Regions from separate parts of the Hordeum vulgare genome. Here region 1 is linked to region 2. Evidence: chromatin contacts called from public Hi-C data. All regions are on one chromosome and are shown on one strand. The core of a region is the stretch at or near the end of the contact, and the rest is flanking DNA. Distances in the headings are between cores, read along the strand shown. Region 1 holds the start of LOC123427098 (probable serine incorporator). Region 2 holds the start of LOC123427096 (eIF-2-alpha kinase GCN2).

Evidence for each region. A called contact is a pair of places that touch in the nucleus more often than the background predicts.
Region 1: a Hi-C map of leaf shows a contact between it and region 2, with 4 times the contacts expected there. The contact joins the promoter of LOC123427098 here to the promoter of LOC123427096 in region 2. A contact is called at or near these places in 4 of 6 Hi-C or Micro-C datasets (leaf and seedling) and 1 of 1 datasets of contacts at active chromatin or transcription factors (embryo).

Annotation. Positions count from the first base shown.
Region 1 is chr2H:539,664,242-539,668,843 of MorexV3_pseudomolecules_assembly, reverse strand. It overlaps LOC123427098 (probable serine incorporator), which reads left to right and starts at 2,230. Exons shown (of 6, transcript XM_045111054.1): 1 at 2,230-2,515. The coding sequence starts at 2,332.
Region 2 is chr2H:539,269,382-539,273,846 of MorexV3_pseudomolecules_assembly, reverse strand. It overlaps LOC123427096 (eIF-2-alpha kinase GCN2), which reads left to right and starts at 2,060. Exons shown (of 31, transcript XR_006622364.1): 1 at 2,060-2,235; 2 at 2,952-3,023; 3 at 3,114-3,173; 4 at 3,247-3,352; 5 at 4,253-4,357.

The DNA of each region.
Region 1 (4,602 bases), core at 981-3,480, 390 kb before region 2:
AATCCCCCGTTAAATAAAAACATACTTGTATGTCTTGCGTCCGAGTAGATTCTTCTCCGTGGAATGAAGTGGATTGGACCGGTATTTTCCATGCCATGTGCCAAACCAAACAATCAAAGTGTGATCCACGTGTAATATTTTCCGCCCTAAGCGGCCCACGTGGATTGGGCCACGATCCCGGGTAAACCACATGGTTTATGGCGTAACCAAACGAAGCCTAAGGCCTTGTTCGGTTACACCTCTTCTCAAGAGGATTGGAGGGGATTGAGGTGCATTTTGACTTGTAAGAGAAACTCCAACGGGCCGACCCATTTCGTCCGCTAGCGTCCGTTTGGGTCGGCGTGGACACAAAAGTCGGCCCAACGCGCCGACCCAAATGGACACGCGCCCGCTTTTCATCCGCGGGCGACCCATTCCTGGCCCATTTTTGAGCCGAATTTGCGTCGGCGCGGACACGAGACAGACACGCGCGCGCTCGCCTTCTTCTCCCCACATCCAACGACAACCCTCGCCCCCTTCGTCGCCGACGCTGCTGCCCATTTTTTCGATGACTCTGCCAGCTGCCAGTCGCGACCGTGACCAAGAAGCCGCCTCGCCGCCCCGGCCACTCCCTTCACCAGCACGCTCGTCGGACGCCGACCACTCCCTTCACCGGTCGTCTCCTTCGTCGACGCCCACAAGTTGTTCCATATGAGTAGGCATCTTTTCAACCGTATTAGAGAGGGGGTAGTCGGCTACAATGACTATTTCGAGTGCAAAGAGGATGTCGTTGGAAAGATTGATTTCTCCACTTATCAGAAATGCACTGCCGCCATTTGAATGCTTGCATACGGAGTGCCCCGTGATCTAATTGACGAGTATGTCCGTATGAGCGAGTCTACATGCCTAGAGTCCCTGTATAAGTTCTGTAAGGCTGTTATTGCTGTGTTTGGCCCTGAGTACTTGAGAGAGCTGACTCGTGAAGATACAACCCGTTTGTTGGCAATGAATGCCAACAGGGCTTCCCAGGGATGCTTGGCAGCATAGACTGCATGCACTGGGAGTGGAAGAACTGCCCTTCTGCTTGGCAAAGGCAGTATAAGGGCCATGTCAGGGCTTGCAGTGTCATACTAAAGGCCGTGGCGTCTCAAGATCCCTGGATCTGGCACTCTTTCTTTGACATGGCCGGATTACACAATGATATGAACGTGCTTCAGCGCTCTTCGGTGTTTGCTAGGCTTGCCGAAGGCAACAGCCCACCGGTGAACTTTACTATCAACGACCACAACTACGACAAAGGATACTACTCGGGTGACGATATCTATCCTTTGTGGACCGCTATTGTCAAGATAATCCCCGATCCTGTCGGAGGGAAGATGAAAAGATTTGCCCAAGAGCAAGAGAGTGCTAGGAAGGATGTCGAGCGTGCCTTTGGTGTTTTGCAATCTCGATGGGGCATCGTTCGGTATCCTGCTAATGCCTGGAGCACGCGGAAACTATGGGAGGTGATGACTGCTTGTGTGATCATGCAAAATATGATCGTAGAAGATGAGCGTCCGGAACGTCTGTACGATCAAGGGTTTCAGTTTCACGGTGAGAATGTTGTGCCTGAGCATGGCGGAGCGGCAAAGTTTGAACAGTTCACCCAGTTTCATCATGACACGCGTGATTGGGAAACTCACGTGCAACTGCAAAATGATTTGTTTGAGCATATGTGTTTCATCATGACATGCGTGATTGGGAAACTCACGTGCAACTGCAAAATGATTTGTTTGAGCATATGTGGGCTCATGTTGTCAACCAATAGATGTATCTTCTTTATTCGGCTTGTAAAACTATGCTATTTTGTTCGGTTGAAACTATGTTATTTTTTATTTAACTATATGTTTGAATTCAAAAATGAGCTATTTGTTGAAATAGGGCGGCCACGCCGACACATATGAGTCGACGCGTTGGACACAGTGCCGATCCAAATCTAAAACAGGACGGACGCCGGACGGACAGCCAGCCCAAACGGACAAAATCGCCGTCCGTTTGAATCGACCCGTTAAAGTTGCTCTAAGGGATTATATCCATTTCAATACCAATCAAACCCCTCCTAAATCCCTGTCAATCGAACAAGGCCTAAGGAGGCGGCAGGAAAAACCAAAGAAGCACGTCTCTGCTGCCCGTGAGGTGGAATTTTCTGATAAGCACCTTCGACAGAATACCTTGCTTATAAGCCTAACCAAAACATGTGTTAACCATAGCTACGCACACTTCACAGGAAAAGGGAAGGGGAGAGCGGTCAGCCGGCACACTGTTAGCAAGAGGGGAACTCTTTTCACAGAACGAACAAAAGGAGAAAGGGAGATGTGGTGCGCGTCGTGCCTGGCGTCCGCCTGCGCGGGCTGCGCCTGCAACCTCTGCTCGTCGGCGGCGGCGTCCGTCACCCGCCGTTCAGCCCGCCTCGCGTACTGCGGCCTTTTCGCGGCCTCCCTTATCCTCTCCTTCCTCCTCCGCCAGTTCGCGGCGCCCCTCCTCCAGCACATCCCATGTATGATTTCCTTATTTTTCGTTCTTTCAATCGCTGATGAGACCGCCCTTGTTGCGATTAGTACCCTGGTATATCTCTGACACTCGGTAGTTGCAACATCTGTTGCGAGATCGTGACGAAATTTTTGAGGGTTTGGTAGCTTAGTGGTGATGATCTGTGGGATTTTGGGATACCTACGAATTAGTGCTCTGATTTATCCATTTTGCGTTCCTCAGCACGCAGTCACGCACATATGTGAACGGTATACCAAATTAGAGGAAATTTTGGGATATCGATGTCTATTTAGTTAATACAGTACTTAAGAGTGGTACTGTCCCTGCTTGCAGAATAGCATAGAATTAGAAAATAAAGTTACTCCTTGTGTAAACTGTGGCACAGTATGGCGATGATAGTGCTTTTTTAATTATTGTTTTAATGAAGAAGGATGAAAGTTGGCATGTCAAAGTTGTGTTTGGTAGTTCTTGGTACTCTATTCACTTCTACATAGTAAGTTCATAACTGTTAACTAGTGCATGGTTTTCGTCGTTGTTAGATAAAGAAAAGGGCCCACTTATATATGCTATTGGGGTTAAATTATATACAAGGTTTTCACTTTCAGTCCTGAGCATTGGCAGAAATAATCATACATGTTTCTAGTTCAATAGCATATGATGTTTTTCTCTTGTTTCCAAACGAAGAAACGTGCCCATTTGTAGATGATTTTATAGTTAACATTGAAGAAATTATTGGTGTTTTCGTGGACAGGAGAAAGCCAAACACTGTCATGTTTCTAGTTCATTATTCACTGTGCCTGTGTTTATGCTTATGTTTATGCCACGGACTCTTAGGCTTAGATGGATAGCCATATAGCAATTTGTTGAAGAATGATTGTAGTAGGAAAATGTAGTAATGGTCCTGTTCACTACAATGTGAAGATCATAGTTGATTTACAAATTTTTAAAGTGTTTCCAGATGATTTAGAGAACTTTAGATTGCCTAGGATTTGTATTATGTGTATGTAATACCGGTAAACACCATCTTGCAGTCTTGTATCCACTGCCGAGAATTCGTGTTTCTACGCGCATATGGTAATCCTCCCGTTATACAGTTATGTACTCCCTCCGACTCCAAAAATTAGGCATAGTTTTGCTGTATAAATTTGTGCTTTGACCATCAGTTAGTCAAATAATATGTCACTTACGTTACACAGAATAGACACCATTAGATCCGTACTCAAAAGCACTTCGGCATGATTACGATCTTGTAGCCATTCACTGAATATTGTAAGAGAGACTAGCAAAAGGACCCGTGCGTTGCAACGGGAAAAAAACAATTATAATCTCCAATGGTGCTGATCATATTATGTCTTTAAAATTTTAGGACATTTCTTGAAATGCATGAACATTTTTTGAATTAGCAACATTTTTTTCAATTGCACTCAAAAAATAACACACAAACTTTTTTTTAAATCATGAACTTTTATTGTTTTCACCAACATTGTTCTCAAAATTATGAACATTTTTCTGAATATGCGAATATTTTTACAAAAATCCTGAGCATTTTTTGAATTCACAAACATTTTATTTTTTCTTCAAACTTTTATTTCAACATTCCCAGTTTTATAAATTGCAAAAGTTTTTCAAAGTTCTAAATTATTTAAACTAAAAAATAGAACAGAAAAATGAAAATAAAAAATGAGACTAAAAACAGAGGCACGAACTGTTTTTAAGATTTTTACACGGACTTTTGTTTAAAATCGTTGACTTTTTTATTTTATGGACATTTTCTCAAAGTTTAAACATTTTTTTATATGCAAATTTTTTTCAAAACTCCTGAGTAGTTTTTGAATTCTAAAAAAAAATATATTTTTTTGAATATTTTATTTTGAAATTCTCAGTTTTTTAAAATTGAGAAAAGTTGTTTGAAGTTCTAAATTATTTAAAGTAGAAAAACAAAATGGAACTGAAAAGAAAAATAAAAAAACTAAACTAAAAAAACAGGCGCCCACGCATGGGCCGGCCCAAACAAGTGTGCTGCATATTTTTCCAACGCCTAGAGCGTAATATAGGAGGTGCCTACATGGGCCGGCCCAGTCCAGAGATTTTTCC
Region 2 (4,465 bases), core at 811-3,310:
CATATTTTCAACAGCTCCATCTTTAGTAGTACTACACAGGAAATAAGAATGACCATTATCACTACTAAATGACCAAAAAGTGTCCATCTTTAGTAGTACAAACAATGATTGATGCCCATTTGTAATAAACAATGACCATCAGCATGAACTAAGCATTCTAGAGCCTAAAGTAAGCATCACCAAAAACATAGCAGCCCCAATACAGATCCTACAGTGAAAAATGTAAATACAAAATATATCACACGAATTCTTACCAGTTGAGGAGACACTAAAAACCTCATGCATGTCTCAAATCCTTCAAATGCTAGGCGACACTCATGCGACAACCGATGCTCCGAGCAAACATCCAGGGCCGAAATCTCGATGCCCATGTAGTCTTCGTCTTCGATGCTAGCAGGGATCTAAAGAACAAACCAAAAATCAGAGACAAATCTCCCAATTCAAGAAACAGAAACCCTAGCCCTAACCCTAGCTGTACAACTGACCCGATACTACATGCCGTCGGAGGAAGAGCTGATGTCCAGGATGGACATGTCGTTGCTACTTTCATCCTCATAAACCATGGCGCGGCGGCAATGGTGGCGGCGGACGATGATCGACGGCGAGAGGGGCAAAGGCGAGGGAGTGCGAGGAGAAGGGGGAGAAAGGAGGCGACTGGCTTGGTCGACGGGGCCTGAGTCAGTTAGAGCGAGCGACGGAGCCGTTTCGGTCCGCGTCGCGGTCGTGTACGCCACGGTGTCGCTTGACATGCGGGTCAGGTGTGTCAGATACGTGATCAATACACGTTTATACGCTTGTCAGCCCGTTTCGCAACAATTAGTCTGTGAAGTGGTACTGACGTGCAAAACTTTTGACTAGTGGTACCTATCCGTCACGACGTGTCCAAGTGTGGCAGTGCCTTGCAATTATCTCATCTTACTTGAATCGTGTGCTTTTGATATTTGGTAGAGCTCGTCGTCTTTGTTTTGAGAGCTTGTTCCTTCTTTAGTGATGAAATAGTTTATCTTACTAGTAGTTCATATTTTCAAGGAAGCAGAACCTTGACAAAGAACTTGTCATGCGCATGCATAATTAAGCGAGGGGTCTGTTAAAATTTTCATTTTTAAAGAAATCTGTTTGCTACACCATAAATCGAAGAGAAGGAGGGAGAGAGCACTATGATTTGATTTCATGTCAATAGAGCCCGATATTCTCATGAATGGTTTGAGTTTGCGTATCAGTGTAGTACTACTATATGATAGTGTTGAGTGTTGCGTGTGTTTGCCTTGAACTCTTGCTACATGTCAACAAAACAAATTTGATAATATCTAACACACAAACTTTTCATCGAAATTGAAGACACCTTATTTCAACACGTTATTATTGTAGCCACCTCACCGATGCCACTATAAAATCAAAAAATGTACAAAAAAAACCTATTAAGACTGAAATTAATGGAAGTTATTATTAACGAAGGTCCTTTTAGCCGGCGAATGTTGGTTGGAGAAATGACATTTGCAAACATATTTTATGGCAAATTCTTCAAGCACACATGGCCCGATTTCTTGGGAAACATATGGCAAATTCTGGCAAACAATGGATTTGCTATTCAAATTGCCATGTCCCTCTGAAGGAATTGCCATATTTCTGACACATAAATTGCGACGGAGAACGTTGGTTTTGCAATGTCCCAGCGAACGTTCGCTGAATAACAGAACGAAAAGGGTGGATCCCACTCGTCTATCTGCTGACGGAGAGAGAGAGAGGAGGGGGTGGCGGCGGTGTGGAGGAGACAGTGAGACACTGGGTGGCGGCTAGAGCAGAGCAGGGGAAGGGAACCGAAGCTAGTCGCAAAGGTCTCGCCGCCTCTGCGCTGACTGCATCGAGATAAACAGTCTGGACCCCGGTCACGACGCGCGCAGCCCCTTCCACTCCATCGCTCCATTCCACGTCAAAACCTCCTCCCCGGACTCGAGTCAGAGAAACCCAAACGCAGATCCCCTCCTCGTCAGATCATCCCTCCCGCACCCGGAACATCCAATCCGATCAACCCCGTCTCCCCGAGGCACCAAATCGCCGCCGCCGCTGCAGCCACCCCCTCTTGTCCGGCGCTGCCTCCCGCGCGCGCTCCGCTCCGATGGGGCACAGCGCGAGGAGGAAGAAGAAGAAGGGCGGCGCTGGGCGCAAGGCGGCCAAGGACCACGCCGCGCAGCTCGAGGGCGACCAGACCGCGCTCACGGACGAGCTCACGGCGCTGTAAGCCCCCATTGCACCAGCCCCAACCCCGCCGATTTCGTGCTGCGCCCCTGTTCGGCTTTTCATGTTTTCGGCAATCTGCGAACCCAGTGTTGTTCAGCTATCTCTGCTTGAATGCTAGTTCGATAGCATGTGGTGCACATATCGAGTTAACCCCTGCCTGTGTCCCCTATATATGAGATGCTGGAGGTAGCATTACCTTTTGTTTTTGGAACTGGATTGCTGTACTGACAGTCACAGATGGGTTACACGCTCTGATGATCTTACGTTGTCTAATATGCCAGTGTTTTGGAGACTACAAAGCTTGGGTTCCTGTAGAATATTTGCTCATTGTATATGTTTACGTGCCAAGTATATAGATTGTAAAGTACCATTTTATTGCTCTGTTCCTGATGACTCCATGGTGGGTGGTCCTGAGTCTGCAGGTGCCTAATTTTTTGTCGATCGCCATCTCTGTTTGTTATAGCGTACTTTTGGTACTTGTTCTAGCTTTATTGTTCTCTGGTTGCTTTGTGATCATTAGATTTGAATTATGGAATGTGGAGCATTATCCAACTGTTCGATACAGAATTTCAGGGTGGACTGAATACTGACAAGTTATAATTGACTTACTCTGCAAGTTGTCGTCAAGAGCACTGAAAAAATCTAGTCCCTCCCTAATTGTTATGTTGTTTTGGTTATCTGATCCTAATGCCACCTTTTGGTATATCAATCAGGGCTGCAATTTTTCTTGAGGACTTCAAAATAACTTCACAATCACCTAACACCCGATTTAGCATATGTATCAGGTATTGTCTTATGTGACCCCAAACATACTTCTAAATGTATCACTATGTATTTGACCATCTAAAGTTTCTACATCAATGAATAACATACAGGCCTTACTCTGACGGCATGGGCTTTGGAGATTTAAATGTTTCGGCTATTCTTGATGTAATGTAAGTCTTTTTGTTTAAGAGACGTTTTGTGTGTTTTGCACTTGATGACATCTGTCTTTTGATTATAATACAGTTGCTTTGCTGGTTACCCCCACAAGTGCCCAAAGTTGCGAATCATACCCGAGAAAAACTTGTCTAAAGAAGATGCTGATCGGTTACTTTCCCTTCTTTCTGACCAGGTATTTTGAGTTCATCTGAATTATTACCTATTACTTTTGGTTGAATCCTTTGATTGAGAACAGTTGAGTGCCCACACGTTGGAGCGGATCAAAATATATCATGGCCAATTTAAAGTTCGGAATTAGTTTTATGGCAAGGACCAGCTCAGGAGATAAGGCCTTGTTAAAAAAAAGATGGATAGGGTATGTTTATAGTTTCCTTAGGATTTTTGGTGTGGGCGATTTACATGGTGTAGTCATTCGCTGTGGGGTTTCTTAGCTGAATGTAGACAAACACACCACTTATCACCAATTGCCCCTTTAACTTCTGAGGGAGACAACTTAATTTGATGCGGTACAATGGACACATGACTCTAACGGCAAATAAATAACACAACTAACTGAGCACATACTTACTAGCGCTATGAGCCTTGACAGCGAAAAATAGAGACTATAACAGAGACATGGCCCTTAACAGTAAGTGAATATAAGAAGCCTCGCTCAAGTTCTATGGTTTTATGGGCTTACGCTCGTATTGTTATTTGGTTTGCTTCTAAATATCATTTTCATTGAACCGTTGTTAGTACTGGAACTTTGGTGCTGCAAAATAATGAGAGAGCGCAGACTTTGCATGAGCATGCTGTTGTTAGTTGCTTGTGTTCAAACGGTAAAGCAGTTTACGTGCCTCTCCTGGCAAGTACTAGAGTAGCTTCCGAAAGCTGAGTACCTTAGTAAGTTAGTAGTATGCCAGTCAAGAAAACCAGTTTAATCTAGTGTCAAAGATAAAATTTCTGTCCTCACTATTATCTTATTAAGCCCAAGTTTTCCTTATTAGACAACTATCAAAATGTGATAATTGCTTTTCCTTGGTATGTGCATATACTAAGCACCTTCGATTCGTCTGTTGGTGTTTGTTTTCAGGCAAACATTTATTCCAGAGAAGGGCGTGTTATGATTTTCGATTTGGTAGAGGCTGCCCAAGAATTCCTTTCAGAAATTGCTCCAGCTGCTGATTCATCAAGTACTGTAAGTCGATTTCATGGCATTCATTAGAATACATAACATGTAGTTTGTCGCCCTCTTCATTGTTCCTGTGCATTGTCCTTTCCTCATGATGACATTAATTTGCTTTCA